3 separate regions of the Zea mays genome follow, and regions 1 and 2 are each linked to region 3. Evidence: chromatin contacts called from public Hi-C data. All regions are on one chromosome and are shown on one strand. Each heading gives the region's core, a stretch centred on a gene start, on an enhancer-like site or on the middle of the called end of the contact. The rest is flanking DNA. Distances are from core to core; before and after follow the strand shown.

Region 1 (4,334 bases), core at 1,252-3,751, 440 kb after region 3:
TGCAAAGGAGATGGATGTCCTTGGCATATTGTTGGACGGAGACAACCAGATGGGAAAACTGTTATGGTATTTTTTGGTGCAACTATTAGTCTATTATGTTTCTTGTACATAGCATGTATTTTATTGTTTCAGTAAAGCTATTAGTGATTTATGATTTTTTTATGTATTCAGGTGACTGTGCTGATTGGTGGACACACCTGTACCTCAAGTGCAAGAAGGAAAACCACTACACCCACTAGTGCTTGGGTAGCTTCTAAAGCTGTTCATATCCTGCAAAAGAAACCAGCCATGAAGACTGTTGAGCTGAGGGACAAGTTACAGGAAGACTTCTGTTAAGAGGTTTGGTGGTGTTCCCTCGAGCTGAGCAAAGGGAGTGCTTCAGGCATTTGATGAATAATTTTGTTAAGAGGTTTGGTGGTGATATTTTCTCAAAGATGTATCCAACGGCAAGAGCCTATAGGAAAGAGGTGTCTCAGTATTTTTTCAACCAAGTTGTAGAGGCTTCCCCTGATGCCAAGGATTGGCTAGACAAAAACCACAAACTGTTATGGAGGAGGAGTGAATTCAACCCAGAAATCAAATGTGATTACATCACAAACAATCTTGCAGAAGTCTTCAATAATTGGATTAAGGACTTCAAAGACTTGCCTGTACATGAACTTGCTGACAAGTATAGGCAGATGGTAATGGTGTTGTGGAACAAGAGGAGAATTATTGGAGAAAGACTTAGTGGAAGGATCCTTCCTGCAATAATACATCAATTAAAAGCAAGGACTAGGGGATTAGGACATCTATCTGTTGTTAAGGCTAACTGCATTTCTGCAGAGATTTTGGATAGTAGCAGCACCCATAACAGGCATGTGGTGAAGTCTTATTTGCATCACTGCACTTGTGAGGAATGGCAGCAAACAGGTAAACCTTGTCAACATGCTCTTGCTTTGATCACAGCACAACAAACAGTAGATGTAAACATGGAAGACTTTGTGCATGAATATTATTCTGTTGAGAGGTTTAGGAAAGCATACTCAAGATTGATTGAGCCACTTCCTGACAGAACACAATGGCCTGAAGTGGACTTGCCATTTGTTGTTGGAGCACCACTGGACAAAAGGCTTGCTGGTAGACAGAGAAAACTTAGGATCAAAAGTTGTTTGGAGGGTGGAGGTGGTGGAAAACCCAAAAAAGATGCAAAGGTGGCTGCTGTAGAAGCTGAATGGGGGACAAAGAAACAAATGATCCGAGGAAAAAGAAAGTGCAAAAGATGTGGAGAGCTAGGGCACGGAGAAACAAGCTACAAGTGTTCGCTAAATGGAACAAAAAAGAGGAAGAGGAAACCACGAAAGAATACCACTAAGTATGGAGAGAATGCCAAACTACCAACAAAAAGGAGAGGCCAAAATGTGGAAGAGACAAATGCTGCTGTAGACCAAACTGCGCAAGAGACAGCTAATGCATACCAAGATGTGCAAGAGACAAATGCTATCATATCAAGTCCTATCAGACCAAATAGAGAAACAATATTACAGGATAGCCCTGTTAGATTGACTAGAAGGTCAGCACTATTTGTGAAGTTATCTGTGTTGCAACTAATTATAACTGCATTCTAATTCATTTTTTTGCAGGGGCTTGCTATGTTGCTTGGGGAGAGCACAAGCGAGCAGGCTGACTTCAACCTTGGCAGCAACAAATATTTGAATGTGTCGCCAACAAAGCTTGCAACAATAAAGAATGCAAAGCCTGCAAAAAAAATAACACCAAGGAAGAAGAACCTGACAGCAAGTGAATGACACCAAGGAAGAAGAAGAACAACAAATATTTGAATGTGTCTGTTTGAACCTGTCTGAAATCAATATGTATGAACTGTGTGACTCTTTGTATGGGTCGAATGTGTGTAAAATTTACTATCTAGCTTTCTGAACATATATGAAACCAGTGAGTCTAAACTGTGAACATCTATGAGGTCATTTGAACTGTGAACACCTCTGAAATTTCATGTGAATTTTGTCGTTTGGTGTGCTGAAAACTTTGCGCCAGCTTTGTCATTTGAATGCTGTTTTTTTGCTGAAAACATGTGCATTTTTTTGCTTGGTCTGAATGCATGTGAATGCTGTGCGCTAGAAACTGTGAAAAGAGCCAAGGGTACAATTAACGTGTGAATGCTTGGTCTGAATAGGGTATTTGAAACTCTGAAACTGTGAGCAGTTTGGACGTGTACAGTTTTGGAGGTGTGCAGTCAGTCTAGGCACCAACTTCGTTCGTGTACAGTTAACAACGTTAAGAGCCAAGGGTATAATTGTCAGTTAAAGTGTAAGAGTTAACGTCCAGGTCAGTGAAGAAGTACAAATGGCATTATATCTGTGAACCGTTGTTTGAAACTGGCAGAGTAGCGAAGCACATTGCCCATGATGGCAATTGGGCGAAGCCCGCCTTTGATAATGGTGAACGGGCAAATAACTCGCCCTCGAAGCATAACCGTTCCCATCCTCCTTTCCCGAACAACCGGAGCGCGGCGCGAGACAGGCCTCTACTCCCCGTCTCCCCCGCTCCAGCTGACCTCGCCCACTGTAAGCCCCGCCCGCTCGTTGCGCCCTCCGTGCCGGATTCCGTCACGCGGTTTTCTGTCGTGATCCGATCGGTTGTTTGCTGCGGAATCAGCTTAGTGATTGTTCTTAATTCTCTAGGGTTGTGGGGAGAGATCGCGTTCATCAGTGCCCTGTACGGAGTGACCGATCTCGGATGAGGACCGATATGCCAGTTTTGCTGTGATTATTGATCTGTGCGGTGCGTAATCGATCGAGATTTAGTTTGATTTGGGAAGCCCAGAAGCAGTACGTGCGAAATTCAGTTCCCTTCCACGAGCCCCCTTCCACTGGAATTTCGGTGCCTAATTTGTTGTTGTTCCTGCCGCTCTCTATATAGAGATCTTAATCAAATCTCCTGTTCTGGTGCAGAGGGGGACGTGCGATCGATCACGTGCGCGGCGACTGATGGCAGGCTAGATTCCGGCAATCCACAGTCAGACACATACATTTTGCGATCGATTTTTGGTGAAGCGACCTTGATCTGAAAATGGGGCTGTTCCGGGCGGCGTCCGGTCTGGCTCGTTTGGCGCTGCGGCGGAACCTCTCGCGCGCCGCAGCGAGCCCCTTCGCCGGCAGCGGTGGCGCCGTCCCGGGTGCAATGCCGGCGCGGTACTTCCACTCCACACGCCCGCGCAGGTTCGCCGCGCCCGCGCCCCGTGCGGTGCCGCTCTCGCGCCTCACCGACAGCTTCCTCGACGGGACCAGTAGCGTCTACCTCGAGGAGCTGCAGCGAGCATGGGAGGCCGACCCCAACTCCGTCGACGAGTCCTGGGACAACTTTTTCCGCAACTTCGTCGGCCAGGCTGCCGCCACCTCGCCTGGCCTCTCCGGGCAGACCATCCAGGAGAGCATGAGGCTGCTGCTGCTCGTAAGGGCGTACCAGGTGAGCGGCCACCTGAAGGCCAAGCTCGACCCACTGGGGCTTGAGGAGCGCCCAGTCCCGGATGTGCTGGACCCGGGGTTCTATGGATTCTCTGAGGCAGACTTGGACCGTGAATTCTTCCTTGGGGTGTGGATGATGGCTGGGTTCTTGTCCGAGAACCGGCCAGTGCAGACACTGCGTTCCGTGCTGGAGCGGCTCGAGCAGGCTTACTGCGGCACCATTGGGTATGAGTACATGCACATACCTGACAGGGAGAAGTGCAACTGGCTCAGGGATAGGATCGAAACAGTTAACCCAAGGGAGTACACTTATGATCGTCGTCAGGTCATGCTGGATAGGCTTATCTGGAGTACACAGTTTGAGAATTTCTTGGCGACCAAGTGGACGACTGCAAAACGGTTTGGTCTTGAAGGCGCTGAGACTCTGATCCCTGGCATGAAGGAGATGTTTGACAGAGCAGCTGATCTTGGTGTAGAGAGTATTGTCATTGGGATGCCGCACAGAGGCAGGTTAAATGTCTTGGGAAATGTTGTGAGGAAGCCCTTGCGACAGATATTTAGTGAGTTTAGTGGTGGTACCAAGCCTGTCAATGAAGGGGAGGGGTTGTATACAGGTACTGGTGATGTCAAATACCATCTTGGAACTTCATATGACAGGCCTACCAGGGGCGGGAAACATATCCATCTGTCACTGGTTGCGAACCCAAGTCATTTGGAAGCAGTCGATCCTGTTGTTGCTGGGAAGACAAGAGCGAAACAGTACTATTCCAATGACCGTGACAGGACCAAGAATTTGGGTGTGTTGCTGCATGGTGATGGTAGTTTCTCAGGGCAGGGCGTTGTGTATGAGACACTGCATCTCAGTGCCCT
Region 2 (4,259 bases), core at 1,546-4,045, 410 kb before region 3:
ATCTCAAAGGCAAAGTAAAACTCTGTTTAATCTACCTACCCCATGTATCCGCAATTGTTATCCTGACTTGGATAATGGCATTTAACACCCCGACCGATGGTCCCTAAATCAAGAAGGTTAACTTCAACAATGAAGATATGAGTAGAAACAGATCTTCGGATGAATCAAGATCCACCACCCAGATTAAAAAAAATCTTTCCCTTACTTAACTATCTTTTACCCCAAATCTTCTCTACACCCACAAATAGATAAAGCATGATGTACCCTTGCTTCTATACCACACCTGCTAATGGCTTAAAAAGAATTTCAGGTGTATAAAAAATATAGAATTTCATAAAGATAAAGTCAGTTATGCTTAACTAAAGGATATTCCTAAATAGGATTATAGAATCTAATGTGATCTAATCTAATGTGATCCACTTGGACATATCAGTGATATTGGTAGAAGAGATTATACCCTAATAGCCAGGTGTAGACCAACTCAACCATGAGCAGAAGAGCTAACCATAGAGTCATGATGAATGGTATAATCAATCTATCCTCACCTAACATCAAACAAATTTTTGATCTACATCATGTGGTTTACCTCATTATCTATCTTAACCATATTTCCCAACCCCGATAATATACACTAACCTCGAATCAATGAGATCAAGACCGGAGAAGAAAAGATCAACTTCAACAAGGAAGGATATAATAGTCAAAGCGAACCTCGAGATGAATCAGGACTTAAAAACATTTTGGATAAAGTCTTTTCCTTGCCATAATCTTTCTTACCTCAACCTGTTCAGTTAATATCCCACATAAATAGTAGCCGGATACCTATGCTCTCCCAATCTTCCACTACCTCCACCACCACCACCAGCTCCACCAAGCTACATAAATATATATATACTACTATTTGTAAGATCTAAATGTTACTTTAGTTAGTACATGGTATGATACTATTTTAGGAGGAATAATAAGGTCTATTTGACCTCATATGTTGCTAATAAATTATGCATCATGCTGAGATTTTGTTTGTGCATATGTTCTGAGATAAAATGGTTATATACCCTTTTCTTACAAATCTCGAGGACGAGATTTCTATTAAGAGGGTAGGATTTGTAACACCCAAAATACCTATTTTGAAATTTGAAAGAGGTTCTCCAAAAGATGTCCTTGATAAAGATCTTCATATCCATGAAAATACTTTCTTGGAACACATAAATGACAATATTAAATTGTTCATATATATATGTTTGAATAATTAGACTGGAATTCTAATAAAATAAATAAATATATCTATATATGGATTTTGTTTGTTTGGAACACAAGTGTCGGTACCCTGAATCAGGGGTACCCCTACTACAGTATGAAGACGCGGTGCTCGTACGATGTCCCCTAGCCACACGGTGAACATCACCCAACCCCGCCACGTGGGCGGCTCAAGGGGCACCACGTGGCGAGAAAAGATGATGCATCCCAGAATGTATCATTTGGATCGGACCTCCTCGAAGGAGCACCGGACCCCTGTACGCACAACCCGGACCCCCAATTATGGCCCGGGACTCCCAAACAAGCATGCCGGGTCCCTTGGATGGGGCCCAGATCCCTTCCAGTAAGGTCCGGACCGCAACAAGGTCCCAGGACAGGGGATACCCTGGCGTAAGCAAGGGTCCGGTGCTGACACGTGTCCAGGCCTTATCATGTGCGCTTGCGCTCCCCGCTCAGGCGGAGACCCACTGCTGTCGCGTGGCTTGTAGCCCGTGACATAAGCCAGCGAGCGGAGCCTAACGTAAGGCCTCTAAAGCCGTGTGGTCTCTGCATTTATTGCGGAGAGGACGCGCTGCCTACCCACCTTGCTGACAGGCAATGTGCCCCCTCAGCATTTAATGTGTCCTGTCCACTCCACTGGCAGGCGGCGCCAGGGCCATCCTGCAGATGGCGCACCTGTCCAGTCCATTATCAAACAGTGCGCCCGTGCCGCTCGGCGCACTGTGCTCATCATCCCTTATACGAGAAGCTTCCTCTGCACGCCGATACTACACAGATCTCGGATGTCAAGGCGCAAGAAGATTGCTCTAGCGGCGAACATTTGTAGCTCCAAGTGCTACATCTGTTATGATCCTGGGCCCACATGTCGGGGCTCAGTACCTTTGTGCATGCCCCCCTTAGCTATAAAAGGGGAGGCATGCAACGTTACAACACAAGGTTTTAGACACAGACTGAGACCCAACTTAGATTCTGAACTCTCAAGCTTCCACAACAATCCAACACACAGTGGAGTAGGGTATTACGCTTCGGTGGCCCAAACCACTCTAAACTCTCGCGTGTTCATGTGCTCGGTAATCGCTTAGCCGGACAGGCAAAACGCTTAAGCCCCTTCCTTATCTTAGGATTAAGGGCGGGTGCACTCCGCCACCCGGCCGGAGAATTCCCTCTCTGACAACAAGCATTCCTATTGAATTATATATTATGCCTCTAAACTTAAAGAGATATGATAAATAAGTAATAATACCGAAAATAGTAGGATTTATATGACACACTAGGGTTGGAATCTGTTTCAAATTTGAAACAGAAAGATGAATCAAAATTGAATTCAAACTTGAAATTTGAAAATGAAAACCAAAAGAGGAAAATAAAAAAAGAAATGAGAATGTACCCGTATTGGGCATGAATCCTCAGCTGACCCAAATTCTCTCAACTCGCGCGGCCCACCAATTCCCTTTCACGTCGGCCCAGCTCCACGTTGCGCAGCCCAACCCGCGCTTGGTCAGCCCAGTTGTCCCCCGCGTCACGATTGCTGGGTGACAGGTGGGACCAACCTGTCTGCGTGACCTCCACTCACGCGTACGCAGAGCACTCCCTTCTGATCACTGGACTGCGGGCCCGCCCTGTTAACCGGACTCCTTCAACAGAACCCGTCGTCTTCCCCCTGGCCATTCTCAACAGATGACGCGCGTTGCTCGCGCATCTCTGGACTCGATTCCCTCTGGCTGAAGTCCGAGGCTTCAGCAATATAAAGGGGGGTGGAGGGCACCGCAGCCACCCCATCCACTCGGTGCCCGTCGGCCACCTCGGGCAAAGCCAAGCGCCCCCACTAAGCATCCAGGAAAGAGAGAACCGAGAAAGAGAGAGAGAGAGAGAGTTTCACTGTCGGTCAGAGATGACGATGGAGCTTGTCCGTGACGCGCGTCACCGGACCTCGGCATCGGGCTAGGGAGATCGGCAAGTTCGCGCTGGACGCAGGGGGTGTTCCCTGTGCTTACAGCGTTGGGAGGGCACCGCGTTATCACCGCGCGAAGAAGATCGAGTGGGACTGCCGTAGTGCGTCGCTGCTCGTCCCTGGGCTGAGCCACGGTATGCCTCCATTATTTTCTCGCCGTTACCACCCCTTTGATGTTTTAGCTTATACGGCGGGAGTGCAGGGCAGGTCCGCCATCATGGCGCGCGGACGTCGGTGTCTAGGAGTCGTGAGGAAGAAGACACCAGTAGGTCCGTTGATCCTGTGACTGACGACCGGGATGAATTCTTGCATACCGATTCGTAGGGATCTCATCTGGAACGTAGGATGAGCAATAAGTGGCAGAGATTAGATCCGCGAGTCATTAAATCCTGACCGTAGATTATGAATCGTGTGGCCCCGTTATGTACCGATTCGTAATAGCCTAGGTCTAATCTAGGCCCTTGTGTCTGGGTCGGATGGCTCAGAATCCATCATATCTCTTCGCCATGCCATTTCACTAAAGAGACCCTATGCTTTTAGGTATTCAACCCGCGGTCCTGGCGCCAGTCATTCTGGGTCTTGGGAAGACTTATACTGAGACCCCTACACATTCTAATAATAGTGCGCCCGGTCCAGAGAATTGATTATTTAGATAAATAGTTAAAGAAATTGAATTTTAATACCAAAATAATTCCAAAGAACTTATATAATTCATATTAAATTCATTTTAGCTCAAAATTAATCCATTCCAAATTCTATAATTTATAAAATTGTTGTTTATCATTTAGTGTCTCTGTTTTGACATGAAAGCCACATTAAAATTTATACCTTAATTAATCTTGTATCAAATACATAAAACCTTCAGAAATTCATAACTCTTTCATTTTAATTCCAAATTGACTCGTTCCAGTTGCGTTAGCTTCGTATAAATATTTACTACGCAGTAGCAACATTTGTTATATGATATCCCCTACTTTTATAATTAGGTAACTAATTGGATTAAACTATGTCTATTGGATTAACTTCTTTAATATTAATATAATATTATGAT
Region 3 (3,777 bases), core at 881-3,380:
GGGAATAACGACCTGAAGAGAAAAGAATCAGGATTGTTACAATGAACATTAACTTGGACCACGGAGCTCTTCCAGCCTTGTCAAATTGTGTTATCGGAGCTCCAAACTTACCAGGTATGAACAGTTCCTCTGAACTGTTTCTATTCTGAAGCTGGAACACACAATGGGCCAAGTTCCAGTGCATTTTGCAATACTAGGTATCTGTTCTTATACATATTTCCGTTACTAGCATCGCTGTATTTGCAGAAAAGCTACAGTAACATCAGAAACACTGACTCTCACTGCTTGGCATTTGCTCTGTCTAAAAAAATGATGATCCCTATCCCTTTTTCTTCCTGAGCTTCTGAACGTAAAATGTACCAAAATGGTCTTATTTTCTCATGACATCTGTGTTGTCTTCCTATTCAGCTGAAGGATCAATCAGTTACCCAGCTGTTCTACACTGGCTATACACTGAGCCCCAGGCTGCTAATTCGTCAACAACTGAAAAGTTTGAAGTGGATGAGAAGGACCTACAAGCTCACTTTTATTTCTCTACTCCTGGCCAGTGGCCACCCGCGTCTCTGAATCAGCTCCTACATATTTCTTGAGCACTTTCGGCCTTCTGGCCATTGGGTGAGCAGCTCTCAACAGCAATTCCAGCTTCAACCCTTCAAGTTCATTTACCTCAGGGGCGGGCAACAAGACCATCCTGCATTCTTGCTGCTGCATGTCCATAACAGCACCAGCGCATCATTATGTCCTCACCAGCTGTTCCATTATAAACTCTGAAGTGTGATCTTGATTAACGTTCTATTACAAACTCTAAGCCAGTAAGCCTCTAAGGACCCTTATGTTCGTCCATATCATCTGCTGTCTTCTGGAACTGGGTGCTGCTTCAGCTGAAGGTTGCAGTTTTATTGGAAGCTGTGGCAAATGCTCATGTTCTGTACTTTACAAGCTCAATATAATCCGTATTTATCACGTATGAACCAGTTGCAGGATTACTCTGTCTGTGAATTGTTGTTACACTGACAGAAGAAACGTCAACAATGTTAGTACTTGCTCTAGATATTTTTGTGTTAGTGCTGTTTATTTTACTACTGTGTTCCTTTTTCAGATACCCGTACAGAGAAAAGAAGTGCTGGTGAGTGATGATGTCGAGAGGGAATGCTTAAAGACTAGTAACAATGGGAGTGGGTCCCACACTTGGGAAAAAGGACATCTGAGGGCTAGTTTGAGAACTTATTTTTTCAAGAGATTTTTATTTTCTTAAGAGAAATTAGTTTATTTTTCATTTGAAAAATATAAATTACTTGGTAAAATGGATTTTCCAAACTATCCATCCGTGTCTCACACAAGAGATATCTTCTCCAGTGGAGGAAAAAGAATAGAGCTAAGAGAGGAACCTTTTTTGGCTGGTGGTTGTGATATATTAACCATAAGTATATAGCATGTGAAAGTCCTGATATATCCCTGGCATTTTGTTGTTCCAGCAACAGCACCAGGTTACCCCGCGCTGCTGTGATTTTACACAAATAGCCCTTAATAAAGTGTCACGTACGCATACGACTAGTATATCGCGTAGCTGTACGCAAGCAAATTACTTCATGAGTGCCTTTTGCATGTCTGAGTAATGTGGGGCCCGCCAGGAGGACATTAGAGCCATTTCCCATATCGAGCGCCCTTGTGCTGGGCTCAAATCTCCAGCTAAAACAGTAATCGGTCTCTTGATCCCAAATAAATTCGGCAACCATCTTCTTTGCTTTTATATGCACGTATTTTTTTTGTGAAATAAAGAGGAAAAAGCTTGGAAATCCCGAGAAAGCCCCTGGCTTAGGGCTGAACCCGTTATTTGGGCTGCAATGTTACCGGAATTAATTTGGGGCGCCGAATAGGGGCAAAGTTCGAAACTTTTGGAGCAAACAACAACAAAAAAAAACAGAGATGGAATAATTTATTTCCCTTTTTACAGGACACACATGACCTGACCTACTCTTTTTCTACTACTACTGTGCTGCAGCAAGCTACATGACCCTTCTCAGCACATTGCCGTCGTGTATTGCAAAATTTCGGAGGCTTTGACTAAAAAAGCTTCGTTTTTTCGAGCTTGCTCCTGCCCCGAAATAAAATTCGGGGCCCCAAAAATTCGCAATTCTGGGGGCTGGCCCCCCGAATTAGCGCGCCTCCCGGAGATCCGGCGCCGGTGAGTCCCCAGTCGATCCCTCTCTCTGTCAGCTTCTGGTTGAGGTGCGTCTCGCCGCCGGCCGCGGCCTGGCGCGGCGGCAGATCTGGCGGGCGCCTAGGGTTAGGCCCGTCTCGCCGGGAGTCCCCGATCCATCAGTAGGGGGCGGCCGCCGCGTCTTCTTCCCCCGCAGCCGAGATCGCCCCTCCGCCCGCCGCCTGAACCCTTCTCCTCCCTCCGCTCGCTGCGCCGCAGCCCGGAGAGGAAACCGCGCTCTGTCGACCACCGCCTGGGGCCCAGCGTCCTCGCGACCTGCTCCGGCGTGGCGTCCGCTCTCTGCAGCCCCAGCGTCCCCGCGACCGGCCCCGCGCGGCCGCCACACAGCTCCGCTGCTAGGTCTCCGTCCCCACATGACTCAGATCCAAACACCATGGTCTCCGTTCCCCATGAGCCCATGAACCAAACACATAGTCAGTTCCTTCTCTTCTTAAGGCTGTGGATCACGCGGATCGAGGCGTTTCTTCGATTCTAGCTGGGGTTTGGGGGAGGTGTTCGTGAACTGGATTCAAGGTGCCTCCTACTCCTAGGGGCCTGGTTTGTTTGTTTCGCTTGGTTTTTTTTACATGCTATTGTCGGTGAGGTTCGATATTTGTGGGCGTGTGTAGAAAGTTTGGATCTTTTGTTCCACTTGTTGCTATGAAAGACACCATTTTTTGTCGTGGGAATTGTTGGAGGAGTTGCTTGATCTGCTTAGTTTAGCAGCTGTAGATCAAGGATGGAATCGGAGTAAGGATGCTCGGGAGCCCGAATTTAGCGAAGTGAATCTCAGTGTTGCATAGTGGTTTGATGGAAGTACATGCTCTTTCCGAGCTGAAATGTCAGTTCTCCATGAAATAGAGCTATCGATAAGTATGGTTTAACTGTAGCCCTCACTTCTAATTTCCTTTGGATCTGAAATGAATTGGTTGAAATGTGGTAGTTTACTTTTCTGGGACCTCTTAAGTGCTTATTTACATGCGTTTTTGTAATATATACTGTTACGTCATGAGTTCTTCCGTTTTGATGTTTGTTGAGATTTCTAATCTGGATGTACTTAACTGCAGGCCCAGGCAGTGAAGATTTCTAATCTGGATGTACTTAACTGCAGGCTAAGGCAATGAAGATTTCTAATCTGGATGCACACTTAATCTTGTCCAGTTCTTGATCTTGGGCTTTGCTGCTTCCTCTCAAGTTAGTTTGTTGGCCAATCGAGTCCAGAGGCGCAGATGAGTGAGGAGTACAATATGGATGTGGCCCTAAAAGCCAAAAATGTTGCTGAGACCAAGTTCCATGCCCGAGACATCAGGGGTGCTCGGAAGTATGCACTCAAGGCCCAGAATCTCTGCCCAACACTTGAAGGCATATTGCAGATGGTCTCAACGCTTGAAGTTCATCTTGCAGCTGAGTCCAAGATTGATGGAGAGAGTGACTGGTATAGGATATTGTGTCTAGGTGCCTTTGCAGATGAAGAGGAGGTGAGGAAGCAATATAGGAAGCTAGCTCTGCTGCTGCACCCAGACAAGAACAAGTCTGTTGGTGCTGAGGAGGCCTTCAAACTGATCTCTGAGGCGTGG

Evidence for each region. A called contact is a pair of places that touch in the nucleus more often than the background predicts.
Region 1: a contact with region 3 is called in a Hi-C map of leaf, with 6 times the contacts expected there. The contact joins the promoter of LOC100383579 here to the promoter of LOC100501122 in region 3. A contact is called at or near these places in 11 of 25 Hi-C or Micro-C datasets (bundle sheath, ear, endosperm and 4 more).
Region 2: a contact with region 3 is called in a Hi-C map of ear, with 2.1 times the contacts expected there. The contact joins the enhancer-like site here to the promoter of LOC100501122 in region 3. A contact is called at or near these places in 2 of 25 Hi-C or Micro-C datasets (ear and leaf).

What each region holds. Positions count from the first base shown.
Region 1 is chr2:71,570,708-71,575,041 of Zm-B73-REFERENCE-NAM-5.0, reverse strand. LOC100383579 (2-oxoglutarate dehydrogenase E1 component) reads left to right here and starts at 2,501. Exons shown (of 10, transcript NM_001176227.1): 1 at 2,501-2,564; 2 at 2,682-2,828; 3 at 2,952-4,334. The coding sequence starts at 3,070. LOC118476322 reads left to right here. Exons shown (of 5, transcript XM_035965296.1): 3 at 1-66; 4 at 172-1,552; 5 at 1,623-2,009. The coding sequence ends at 336.
Region 2 is chr2:72,423,072-72,427,330 of Zm-B73-REFERENCE-NAM-5.0, reverse strand. No RefSeq gene overlaps it. Among protein-coding and RNA genes, the nearest start is that of LOC109944512, 6.1 kb to the left of the region's middle. Within about 2 kb of position 2,795, at least 18 of the 20 cell types and tissues checked have an H3K27ac peak or open chromatin away from gene starts, as enhancers often do. A contact at or near this core is called in ear and leaf, where this site is marked.
Region 3 is chr2:72,012,413-72,016,189 of Zm-B73-REFERENCE-NAM-5.0, reverse strand. LOC100501122 (DNAJ heat shock N-terminal domain-containing protein) reads left to right here and starts at 2,130. Exons shown (of 2, transcript NM_001195932.1): 1 at 2,130-2,185; 2 at 3,268-3,777. The coding sequence starts at 3,430.